Linked DNA regions of Arachis hypogaea: region 1 is linked to region 2. Evidence: chromatin contacts called from public Hi-C data. All regions are on one chromosome and are shown on one strand. The core of a region is the stretch at or near the end of the contact, and the rest is flanking DNA. Distances in the headings are between cores, read along the strand shown. Region 1 holds the start of LOC112771671 (probable terpene synthase 2). Region 2 has its middle 20 kb from the start of LOC112771165.

Evidence for each region. Hi-C and Micro-C count contacts between places; a contact is called where the count stands out from the background.
Region 1: a contact with region 2 is called in a Hi-C map of leaf, with 9 times the contacts expected there. The contact joins the promoter of LOC112771671 here to the enhancer-like site in region 2. A contact is called at or near these places in 3 of 8 Hi-C or Micro-C datasets (leaf and an unstated tissue).

What each region holds. Positions count from the first base shown.
Region 1 is chr18:16,294,029-16,300,263 of arahy.Tifrunner.gnm2.J5K5, reverse strand. LOC112771671 (probable terpene synthase 2) reads right to left here and starts at 2,628. Exons shown (of 7, transcript XM_025816472.3): 1 at 2,407-2,628; 2 at 1,895-2,177; 3 at 1,425-1,803; 4 at 628-846; 5 at 346-487; 6 at 1-218. The coding sequence starts at 2,523.
Region 2 is chr18:16,205,132-16,211,626 of arahy.Tifrunner.gnm2.J5K5, reverse strand. No RefSeq gene overlaps it. Among protein-coding and RNA genes, the nearest start is that of LOC112771165, 20 kb to the right of the region's middle. Within about 2 kb of position 4,781, at least 1 of the 3 cell types and tissues checked has open chromatin away from gene starts, as enhancers often do.

The DNA of each region.
Region 1 (6,235 bases), core at 1,379-3,878, 91 kb before region 2:
CCAACAAGTGATACAGCTTTTATGATTGTTGTTGGATCACTAAAAATCCAATCAAAGACTTCTTTGGTTGCAAATTCACCAAGACCAACAAATGCTACTATGTGAAGTTGCAATGAAGAAGACATAGCTCCATTAACCTTGTACTCATCATAAGTTGGAACATAATCCTCATTGCACCATTTTGCTTCCAACAAGTAAGCTTCAGCCAAATTCAGAAACTGCAAGTATATACAACAATTATAATGACGATTAATTAACTAAAGTGGAGGTTAATTATTGCAAACTAAAGCGTTATTTTTTTTTTTTTCACTATGGATACAAAATAAGCACTAGTTTTAAACCTACCGCTTGTTTAACATGTTTCGACACTAGGCTTGATTTTTCCGCATCTACTACTGCTGATTCAATTTCATCCACCACTTCTAAAATTGCGTTAAATACCACTTTGAAACATGTTGGAAGAGATTTGATAGGATTAGCATTCCATCTGATGAAAATGAAAATGAAAATAACATAAGAAAGTTAGTGAGGAAGATAGAAGATATATTTATATATGAGAAATTTTTTAAGTCATTCTTTTTTATCAAGTTCAAGATAAGGTTTTTTTTTTTTCTCTTCTCGCTTAACCTTTTGATTGCCTCTGTGAAGAGTTCAAGTTCTTGAAGTGTGCCATAGGCATCATAAGTATCATCAAGAAGACAAATACATGAAATCAATTGGCCAACAATCCTTCTATGAGTGCTATATTTAGGCTCTGAAGACATAGAAAATGGCCAAAGGTATGCCTCAACCACCCTTTCTCTAGCGTAAGGAACCTTAGTTGCAAAATCTGATTCTTTCCACCACCTGCAATTGTAACAATAATAAATTAATAATAATGCAAAGTTAAGTCATAATGTTGGTTGATAGAAAATGGGTTCATGCTTATTTTTATTTTTAGTTATGATATTTCATCTATTTTTTACCCTTTATTTTGTCCAAAATTTCATTGATTATCTTTTAACTTTTTTGTCATTACATTACTCATACACCCATCAACCCACACTATGAGATTTTTAAACCATATTCTAGTCTTAGCTGAGTTTTGTTTTTTTTTTATTTTGGTATAGACTTTTCACCTTCTATATTTCCATGGTATCTGTAAGATAAGTTGCCAAGTTGTTTTGGTTTCTTATTTTTTGGTCTTGGTCTAGTATTGTTATTACTTGTTCCTTTTTTGTCACCCTAAAAGCCCTATAATGATAAAAAAAAAACCTACTACGCTGTTGGACTTGGGCTTCGTATAATAATAATTTTGCCATTATTCTTTGCTGCCCAGTCCAAGAAAGCAATTGTAAGTAACCAAAAAAAAAAGAGAGAGAAGAAATACTACCACTTGGTTATACCCTATCTTATGTGTAAACTTCAGTCACTTAAGCACGTACCTGGTGATATTTCCAAGTTCTTTTTGATGCATTTTCTGTAAAACATTAAAGTCTAATTTTGCAAAAGTTAGAAGGACTTTGTCATGAGAAGGATCCTCTTCATAGAAAGACATGTAACGTCTTGTCTCTATCCTTGGAACTCCCTTGTGAATTGGTAGCGTTAAGCTTTGATCAATTTGCTTAGCAAGATATGTGCTCAACTTATTATTGGTGATCATGTACTTGAGGTTAGTGTAAGCAAAATCATGTGCTTCATCTAGTGAATCTTCACCATGAGTGCTTAATTGTGTTGCCTCATACAAACTCCATAATCCTTCAACATCTTCCACAATGGTTTCATTGAACTTTCCCTCCTCATTCTTGAATTTGTTGAATATGTCTATATAAATTAATCACAAACAATATTATATATCAACATAGGTGGTGTGTATATAAAAAGAAGCTATAGTAGATTATAAATATATATGTACCTGATGAAATGTGATATCCTTTTTGTCTAAACAATCTAAAGAGTAATCCAATAGAGTGTAAGTCACCTTCTCCTATGTCGAGTGCATTATTGATGGAAATCTTTTGGATTTGTTCTAATGCTTCGTCAATTTCACGTTCAAAATGATAAGATATACCCAAACGTTGCATTGAGTCGATGATGTTTAATTTTTGTGAGATAGTATTGCTAGAAGATAGAAAAATCTTCTTCACTTCCTCTTTACATGTTTCAAGTTGTTGCCTCATATTTTCATTCACGACATCCTGCAAATAGTTTACATGAATCAAATGTTATATATATAAGGGTTTGGATACTTTATATATATATATATATATGAGGGAAAATAATATTTTTTTAAAGCTCTAAATTTCATGTCAAAATAATGTATGAAACTTAATTTGATATTTCCCGAGTGTAAAAAACAAAAACCAAAAAATGTTAAACTCATATTTAATGATCATGAGATATCTTAGCTAAGTAACATATATATACCAATGGTGAATTATGATATTGAAGGAAAATATCCCCCCAAATGTTGGGACGAAAATTTGCACATGGTCGTGCAATGTAAGATGATGCATGTTGATCAGAATTAGCTGTAACAGTCATTATTATATTTTTATTGTAACTGGCTTTGAGATATATGGTAATGTGGAAGCTAAGGTCTTAATTAATGTAAGGATGTGTATATGATTATGTGTGTGTAGCAATGAGAATGATATGATGAAGGATCTTCGTTAACTGGGTCTATTTATAAGTTATTTCTGATTCATGGAGTTGATTGCGTGGCCAAACCGCAAAGTAATAAGATTGATATGGATCATCATTCAACGTGGAATTCCTTTTACGAGTTTTAATTTCTTTTCATCTGTTCAACATGAATAACGAAGGCAATGTTGACATTGTTACGTTCTGGATTTCGTACTTATATGTGAAGAACAATTTCCAATTTGCACGGAGGTTCAACATGGGACAAATTGTTTAATTTTCATTTCTAACGAAACAAAATTGATAGATTAGCTTTTAAGCATTAAGACGTATTAATGTCTAGAACTTAATTTTAATGCGTAATTTTACACATCAGCAAAAATGATTATTTCTAATAAAAAAAATTTAAAAATAATTGTCTTTTTTTAATTTTATTAAAGATTAGTTTGTTGGAAATATATATTGTTTGTCTATGTGTAACATGCAGAGCAATTTCTTGAAATTGAGGAAGAGAATAGGCTTAGAGAGATGAGAAGAATGGAGAAAATTCCAAAAGTGCAAAGTGTTTTACTAATACCATTTAATTGAATTTGAATATTGAATCCACAAAACTTTGGGGGGAGACCGTAGCTGACTATATATTGCTCATGTAGATTTCAAATTTAAGCGCACATTATTGTTGATCAATGTAAGAATATCAGTCGCATAGAGTTAGAGGAATGTTCACATGTATTTTCCTCCAATCTATGCTCCAAATCTCCAAATCATTCACGTTAACTGTTTTTCTTTCTTTCCTTTTTTTTTTTGAAAACTAGTAGTAATAATATAAGAGTTTGATCTATCCTTCGATTAATCACAAGCATCTAAACACTGAAATGGTTATTGAAGGGGCAAAATTAGAAATTCACAAATTTAAATATTTAATCAAGATTGAATTGAGTATAATCCAATAATATATTTTTATATAATAAATATATATTTTCTAAAAAAATATTTTTTAACCAAATTTTCAATAAAAGAATGGACTATTATTTAATCAATTTAGGTTTAATTACTCTGTCGTTTTCTATAGTTTCATTGAATTTTCAATTATGTCCTTATACTTTTTTTCTTTTCAATTAAGTTCCTATATCATATTAGATTTTGTAATTAAATCTCTACCGTGACAAAAATATTAGGATTAACGGAATATTTTATTAAACAAAACGAATATGCCTAACACTTGACTGAATATTCTGTATAGTTAAACAAAATATTCTGTTAATTCCAATATTTTTGTCACATTATGAATTTTATTACAAGATCTGATATAGTATAGGTACCTAATTTAAAAAAAAAAAAAACAAATATAAAAACCTAATTAAAAATTCAATAAAATTATAAAGAGAAACAGAATAATTAAACTATTAATTTACTAGTTTTTGACTAATTTTATCATTTTTGACCTTTTGATTGGCTTTTCCTTTGCTTAAGCTAGATTGGTTAAGTGACTGGTTTAGTCTAATTTTTTAAACTATTGTTAACTAAAAAACAATAATATTAGATATAAAATCGTTTATAATTTTATAATTTTTATAATCAATCAATCTAGAATTCGATTTTTGTCATTGTAAATAAAAAGTCAGAATAGTAAAAATACAAATATAAACCTTTTTCTTTATAGCAAATACTTAACTCAATTTATGTTTATTTTTGTGAAAAACAATGGGCTCTTAACGAAAAAGAAACAACAAAACAAAAAAACCACTACTGATAAAACATTATTATTTGAGAGTTTGTTAAATTAATAACCATAACCACTTTCTGTTTATGGTTTAGTGTGTATTTGGATTACAGTTTACAAACGGAAGTTTGTATAGAATTGATTTTGCAAATTTGATTTTGATGAAAAATAAGTTTGTATTAACGTGATTTATGTTTGGTAATCTTTATGTCAAAATGGATTATAGTAAAGTAAATGTTGTTTAGATTATACTACTCAAAATCACTTTTAGATGAAAAATTACTAAAAGAGACATCAATTAAAATAATTTTTATATTATTCTATTATTTTACTTTAGATATTTGAATAAATCTTATTAATTAATTTTATAATAAAGTTAATATTTACTTACTAAATTAAAGTAACATATAAAAATTGACAAAATATATTTTAATACATAAAAACACTAATAAATATTAAATTAAAAGATAAAATACTAATGAAATACATAAAAAATAATATCTTATATAAAATTAGTACATAAGAACACTATTATTTCTACTGCATGTGATTAATAATTTGATTCCTAATCAAATCTCGAACACGGTCCATTTCTGCAGAAGAGCTGATGGTTAGAGTTTGATCTGAGTTTTCACCAACATAACTATTATCTTCTCCACCAAGAATATTTGCATGTTCATATTGATTAAACTCAGTATCTGTTTCAAAATGTCTTTTAATAAAATTATGAATAGCCATTGTTGCACACACTATCTGCACTTGAGTTTCAATTTTGAACTTGGGCATGTGTCGCAAGATAGTAAATCTATTTTTTCACACTCCAAAAGTTCTTTCTATTGTGCATCTTAAGCTTGAGTGATAATAATTAAATACTTCATTATGATTTGTAAATCCATAAGAACGCCTAAAATCTGCAAGATGATAGCGCTCACATTTATATGCACAAATATATCTTTTCGGTTGGATAATCGGCATCTACCAAATAATATTTACCTAATGAAGAAAAAAATAGTTACATGATAACCAAGTAAATATAGTTTATTTGTAAGAAAATGATAAAAATTAACCTGGAGGAGGATGCGGAAAATTCATGGTAGGAGTTGTAATATCATTATCAAATACATGAGCATCATGCGCAGTAAATGGCCAATATCGTTGGTCATTTTTTATTTTGCTATGAACATTCTGAAACTTAGGATCCGATGGCTTAATATATTTAATAGATAATCTCAAGTAAGCAACCAATACCTCATGAAAATATCTACTTATGGTCTCTCCAGAATGTTGAAACATTTCTTGTATCATCCTATTACCCACTGCATGACCAACAGTATTTAAGAACATTGCAACCATTTTCTGAACTCCCATTTGTCTTGTACATTTTAATCCTTGTTCAACTAGTTCATCACAAAATTGAAAAAAAAAATACGTTTTTCCATCCGAAACATTTCATAACAACGAATGCCATGGCCACATAAAATTTCTTGCACCCATAAATAACCTGTTTGTTCACTAGTTCTGCATGGTTTTTTGCACAGATAATTGACTGCATATTGACTAATTAATGCAGAAATATTTTCCATTTCATCTATTTCTTCTTCTATAATGAAAAGTAATTTTAATTCTTTATATTGTTCCTTTTCATACTCTTCAAACAAATACTCCATATTCATTCCAAATTAATTAACAAAAATTAAGTCCCACATAAGAATATAAATAAATTCTTATCAATACCAAGCTAAGAAATAAATTTTATATAATAAGAACAATAATTAAGTACCACAAACATTATATAAAATGATAAATAACTAAATAAAAATACACAAATTTTTTTATTGTCTTATCCTAGTATAACAAAAAATTCATGGATAAATTAAAATGGAGTACAAT
Region 2 (6,495 bases), core at 3,532-6,031:
CTTCTTGGAGATGAAGAAGCATATTGGAAGGCCGAAAAATTGTTGAAAAAAATGTCTTAATTGGGCTGTGGGTACTTGAGAGAATATCCGAACCTTTGACGATCCTTGGCTGCCTCCACCGTATCCTTTAATGATTTCTGACATGCCAAATAGACAGGCTATTTCTGAGTTGGTTCCAAGAGTTAAAGATCTAATTACTGAAGATAGAAATTAGAATCAGAATCTTATTCAAGAATTATTTTTTCAAGACATTGCAAACAGGATTTTGTCAGTTAAAATTCAGTAGAGTAGGGATAAATTGCAATGGAATTTGAACAAATCCAAGTAATATGATACAGCTTCAGGTTACAGAATTGGCTATTTATTTTACCATCCGCCTCTGGAGCTTTGCCCTAATTATATGCAGCAGAAAAAGCCGTGGATTGATCTATGGAAGTTGAACTTGCCTCACAAAATTAAGCTATTTATCTGGAAAGCTCTCCATGAACGGCTTCTGGTGTTTGCTCAGATTCATCACCACATCCCATCTATATCACCAATATGCCTCTGCTGTCATAAAGCAACCAAAACAGTCACTCATTATTTGATCGATTACTCTAGAATTAAAGATGTATGGTGTCAGAGTTATCTTTGTGACTGTCTTCTCCCTCAAAGTCCTAACGACTTTTGGACATGGTGGATTGCATCAATAGAGATGCTTAACTCGTTGAAAAATGCTGATCGTAATTCTCAATTGCTTGCCATCATTTGCTGGAACTGCTGGAAAGCTCGCAACCAGTTGATTTTTGAAGGTTCTACTTCAATGCCGTCTGCCATTCTAGCAAGCTCTGTCAAGTTGTTCCGTGAAATCCAAAGAACTCCCAGTTTAGGTCGTCATCTCCATGAGGCAAGCTCTTAGTTGCATTCAATTTGATTTATCATTCTTTCTTATTTAAGATTTTTCTTCATTTTTCGACCACGCACCGTTGGATGAATACTTTCAATGTAATGTTTTTGGGAAATTCCCACCTTTCATTATACTGTCCTATTTTTGGACATCTTTGTATTTCATTTTTCAATAATTAATGAAATATAATCTACTATCTTTGAAAAAAAAAGTTTAGTTTTTTTGTTTATCTATTATAAAATGAGAGGCACTTAAATAAAGACATCTAAAACATCTTTTTTAAAAATATTTTTTAATAATTAAAATTTAACATATATAATCGATTAAACCGTGTTATTTCTGTTATAATTAGATTGGACAAACTGATTTAACTGAAAATTTGATGAATCAAATTTTAAATTGGTCTAAATTAATATTCTTTTTTATAAAAAATAACTATAATATTCTTATTATAGAAAATGATTAAAATACTCCTATTATATATATATAATAAAAAATATTTTAATTATTTTTTATAATACGGATATTGTAGTCATTTTCTATAAAAAAATATTAATTTAAATCAGTTCAAGATTTGGTTTACTGATTTTTTTTGTCAAATCAATTTGTCTGATATAATTTTCACAAAAATAACACAATTTAATCAATTATATGTATTAAATTTTAATTATTAACAAACATCTTTAAAAAATGACATTTTAGGCGTCTTTATATGAGTAATTTCTTATAAAATTAGTTTAGGTTTATAACATATTTATATTGGAACAATTAATTTTAAAATTTCAAATCGTCAAACAGATTTTGGTTTAGTTAATCGATTTACAAATTAATTTTTATCAATTTGATTAATTATTTTTTAAAACTAGTTATAGTTTATAAACTATTTTAAATTTGGTTAAGATTTTTTTTTACTAATTAATTATTTTATGATTTTTTATGAACAACTTTATTAATTTTTTAAAAGCTCATTTCTAACAAACTGAGCAATTAATTTTAGCTGTTGCTGCTAAGACTTATTGCACAAATCTCATTCAAACCCTTTTCATGTCAAAACTCTATTAATTCCAACTAGGATTTCATATGTTAGTCTCCTCTTACGTTATATATCTTTCTTGTATATTCAAGTTACTAAAATAGAATGAGTTAGAAGATTATATTATAGTCAAGTAGAGACTAGTGAATCTATTTTTTTTGGACCATATTTCATGAGAATGTAATACATTATTTGATTATTATATATTTCTCCTTTTCTGTATATTATCAATTATGATTTCTTAAAAAATCTTGAAGAACAGAAAAAAAGATAATTTTAATTAAAAATTAAAAGATTATATATTTCTAATATGCTTGTGCAAATCTATTTATACACTTTCACTAGATACTAACAACTTAGGTACTAGCATAAATTTAACTAATCTTGTCATATAAATGAAAGCTAATTATAGATAATTAACACATACTAACATATATTCACCATTTTTTTATATCCTTTGGTTCTATCACCGTTTTAAATTTTTTATTTTTAATTTTTTTTGTCTTTTCTATGATTTGGTGTGCGTATTATGTAATAATATATTTATTTTTGATACTTTCAAATCTTTTATATGATCAATAATGATGTACATTTTTTATTGAACAATCAATATATGTTGTCAAACTTAGTTAATTTATAAATTAAAGAATTTATAATTTTATAATATGAAAGATGTTATTTATCTTTTGAATTTCAATTTTTAATCAATTTTTTAAGAATTTATTATTATTTAATTAATTTGAATATTTATTTTTATAATAATAATTATGTAAAAAATTAGAAAAATTATTTATTTTTTATTTTTTTCTCTTCTAAAAATTGATCAAAGACTAAAATTTAAAGATACCTAATTGCACTATTATTATATTAGATGATGATTTAATATGATTGTTGTTGTTATTATTATAAGAATAAATTTTTATTAATATTTACTTAAATTAAAAGCTGTAAAGTAAGATATTTTGAAGAGTGGTAAAATTTTTATTTTAATTTTGGCGTTTTTGAAGGGTAATGAATACACTTTTTCCAAGTATTAAGTTTGAAGGAAGAAGTCCCTATGCATTTATATTTTGAAGTGTATACACACGCACCAACGCAAATAAGTTCTCTCAATTTTTTAAATACTTAAGAGAATAAATTGTAATTTTTTATTATTAATTTTATAAATAAAATAAAAGATAAATATAAAAAAATAAAAATTAAATTAAATCATTAATTTAATTTTCACCAAAAATTCGTTCCCTACACGAACCACCTTAATTTCACTAACTCAGTATGTACCATCATCTAGAGTCAAACAAAATCCTAAAGATTTTCTCGAACAAACAAATCAAAGTCTTCTTTTTCAATAAATCCAACATTGATGTTTATCCATTTTGAACTTTGATTACTATTTCGTGCTTTGATTGTGTTCTTCCCCGCCCGAATACCCATAACCATAAGCTTGTATGTTGTATCTCAATTTTATTAGCGCATGAATAATGTGATCACTTCCCTATTCACGTGCTTTCATATGGTACAATTAATATATTATATAGACACACTACTATATACTTTCTTTTTTAAACAAAAAAGATTACATAATAAGGATATGGTCCAATTAATTAAACGGATCCACACGTGGCGTTCGCGCAGCATTTTTATTTTTTTTTGTTCCTAACACTGTTGAGTCGGTTACCAGCTAGCCATACAATAATGTATGTATGCACTTTTTGTATCTTTTATTCTTTTTTTGTGACGATGTAACGCTTTTGGTCTTATTCCTCAAGGCCCTTCAAAATTGTTGAATCAAGTAATAAAGCTGTAAAGGGTAAAATTGTGTAATTATATTATCTGAAAGTAATAATTATGTTCAGTTATCTTTGCATTCTTCTTAGTAACACAAGAATTACATTATTAAGGCTTCGTTTGTTTTTTAAATAAAATAAGATAAGATACTAAAAATAAAATATAAAAAATTTAATTTATTTTTTTATTCAATAAATTTAAAAATATATATAATAATAAAAAATATAATTATAAAAAATTAACAAAAATAATAAAATAAAAAATAAATTATATTTTTTATTAATATTTTTATATTTTTTTATTAAGATAGACACAAAATATAATAATTTAATATTTTTAAATACAATATCTTTCGTCTTTATAAACCAACCTAATAATTTGTGAATTTAAGCCACAAAAAAATGGTTTAATAAGAATGACATTATGGATCATATATGTGTAAGGTTTTATTAAAATCTAACCTGGATGGATGTAATAAAGAAAATCACCAAACACTAATTATATTATTTTCAAAAAATTCTACTAAGGTTTCGTTTAGATAAACAGTTTAATTAAATTTCTTTTGATAAAATAGTTTAAATAATAAATGACTATATTAAAAGTAGCTTATAAATAAATTATTTTGTGTTTAAATTTTTTATTTCTAAAAGTATTTATTTTATAAAAATATTATAAAAAATAATAATATTATAAAAGAAATTATTGTTTTAACTTTTTTATAAATTTTTAAATAATTTTTTAAAAACTATAATTTAATTTTAAAAATTATACTAAATATTAATACTACTATTTTTTATAAGTTATAAATTTAAAAAAATTACTCTCAAAATTTTCCAAATGAACCTTAAGTTAAAAATTTTAGATTGGATTGAAAGATGTGAAATAGTAGAATAAGTTAAAAGAATGTTATTGTTGGAGATGAGTAGGATAAGTATGACACGTGTTATGTTAATATTGGAGATTGGACAGGCGACGGTATTCCCAAAACATCACGTGGGAAAAATTAAAAGAGGGGCAACAAGAAATTTATATTTGTGTTCCCATTTCGGAGTGTGATGAGTCTGAAACTCTGAATTAGTCAAACGTAATAGAGACGTGGACTACTAAATACTGCACGCTGGTCAAACTACAGTGTTGCTATCAACAAAAATATACATATAATGGCTTAATCACAAAGATTTTCAAACTCTAAAGAATATTCTTATGGTACAAGAAAGAATGTAAACAAAAATAGTAACATTTAGTATACGGACATGCAAAATTTTTGGTACTATATATTCAGACAACCCTCTCATTTAATTATTTGAGAAAAAGACAAATAGGTCCCTAATCTTTTGTCACGCAGATATTTTCGTCTCTTACCATTGAAAAATACTTCTAAGTCTCTGACCTTCACAAAATTTGGACGAATCAGTCCCTCCGTCCAAATGCCTCCGTCAGGGACTGATCCGTCCAAATTTTGTGAAGGTCAGAGACTTAAAAGTATTTTTTAATAGTCAGAGACAAAAATGTCCGCAGAACAAAAGGTCAGGATCTATTTATCCTTTTCTCTAATTATTTTCTTCTTTTTAAATGCATATTTTTTTATAAGATATAATTTTATTAATTTTTTGTAGTTTTAATTTTTTATTATGTATTATTTTAAAGAATTTATTTAACTTATGTCATAAGAATACATGTTAAGATGATAAATTAATTTTTTTAAATACAAAAAAAAATTAATTTTTCAATGTATTTATTTTTTATTTATTAAATAAAAATATTTAAAATATTCTATTAATAGTAGTCTTATTATGTGTCCTTAGAGTATATGTTAGTTAAATTTTATTTTAAATTCATTAAATGCTATACAAAGATATATTTTAATTTTAGTTATGTCCCAAAATTATTCAATTATTAAATTTTTAAAATAATAAATAATATTTACATTCTTATTTAAAAATAAAAGGACTAAAAAATTATAATATACTCAATAAATCTAATATTTTATCATTGTGTATTTAAAAAATTTATTACATAGAGATATGATATCAATTTTTTTTAGGTTAACCTTTTATGCGAGCATGTGTATGTGTATTGAATAATAGAGTTATTAATGGGTTCACACTACAAAAAAGGTAATATTATATGTCTATTTAATATAATTACAATTTTATAAATAAAAATAGTACAATATAGTATATACGTAATAGATATTATAATATTTTAGAAAAAAATTTATTGTAATTTATTTTTAACGAGAGCATACAAAAAATTGTTTAATGTGAATTTTTTCAAGCTGTGAGCTTATTGCCTTATTCACCAAGTCAAAAGGTGTATAAAGGAAACTTGACTTTTGACGTTTTCAGCTTCAATTCATTCGTTCCCCGCATTCTCATTATTTTTTTTAAAGTATTGTTTGGTTACCAGATGAAAAACAAAAAAAAATGAAAAAAATAATAATTAAAAGAAAAGTGAATTTTTGTGTGTTGTTTGGATGAAAAAATAAATAAATAATAATAAAAAAATTATTTAAATAAAAAAATTATTTAAATAAAAAAATTTATATCAAAATAAAATTATATTTATATTTTTATTTATATTATATATAAATTATAATTTATATTAAATAAAGGACAAATTCGTAATTGAACAATTATTTACTTTTTCTTCGGCTGTTTTCATCTCATTGAGGAAGAGAAAACCTTTGGATGGATCTCATATTACATTTTTTTCTCCTCTTAATTTTTTTTGGGTCATCTAAACAATGAAAATTTTTATTTTTCATCCATTTTCCTTTTTTCTATTT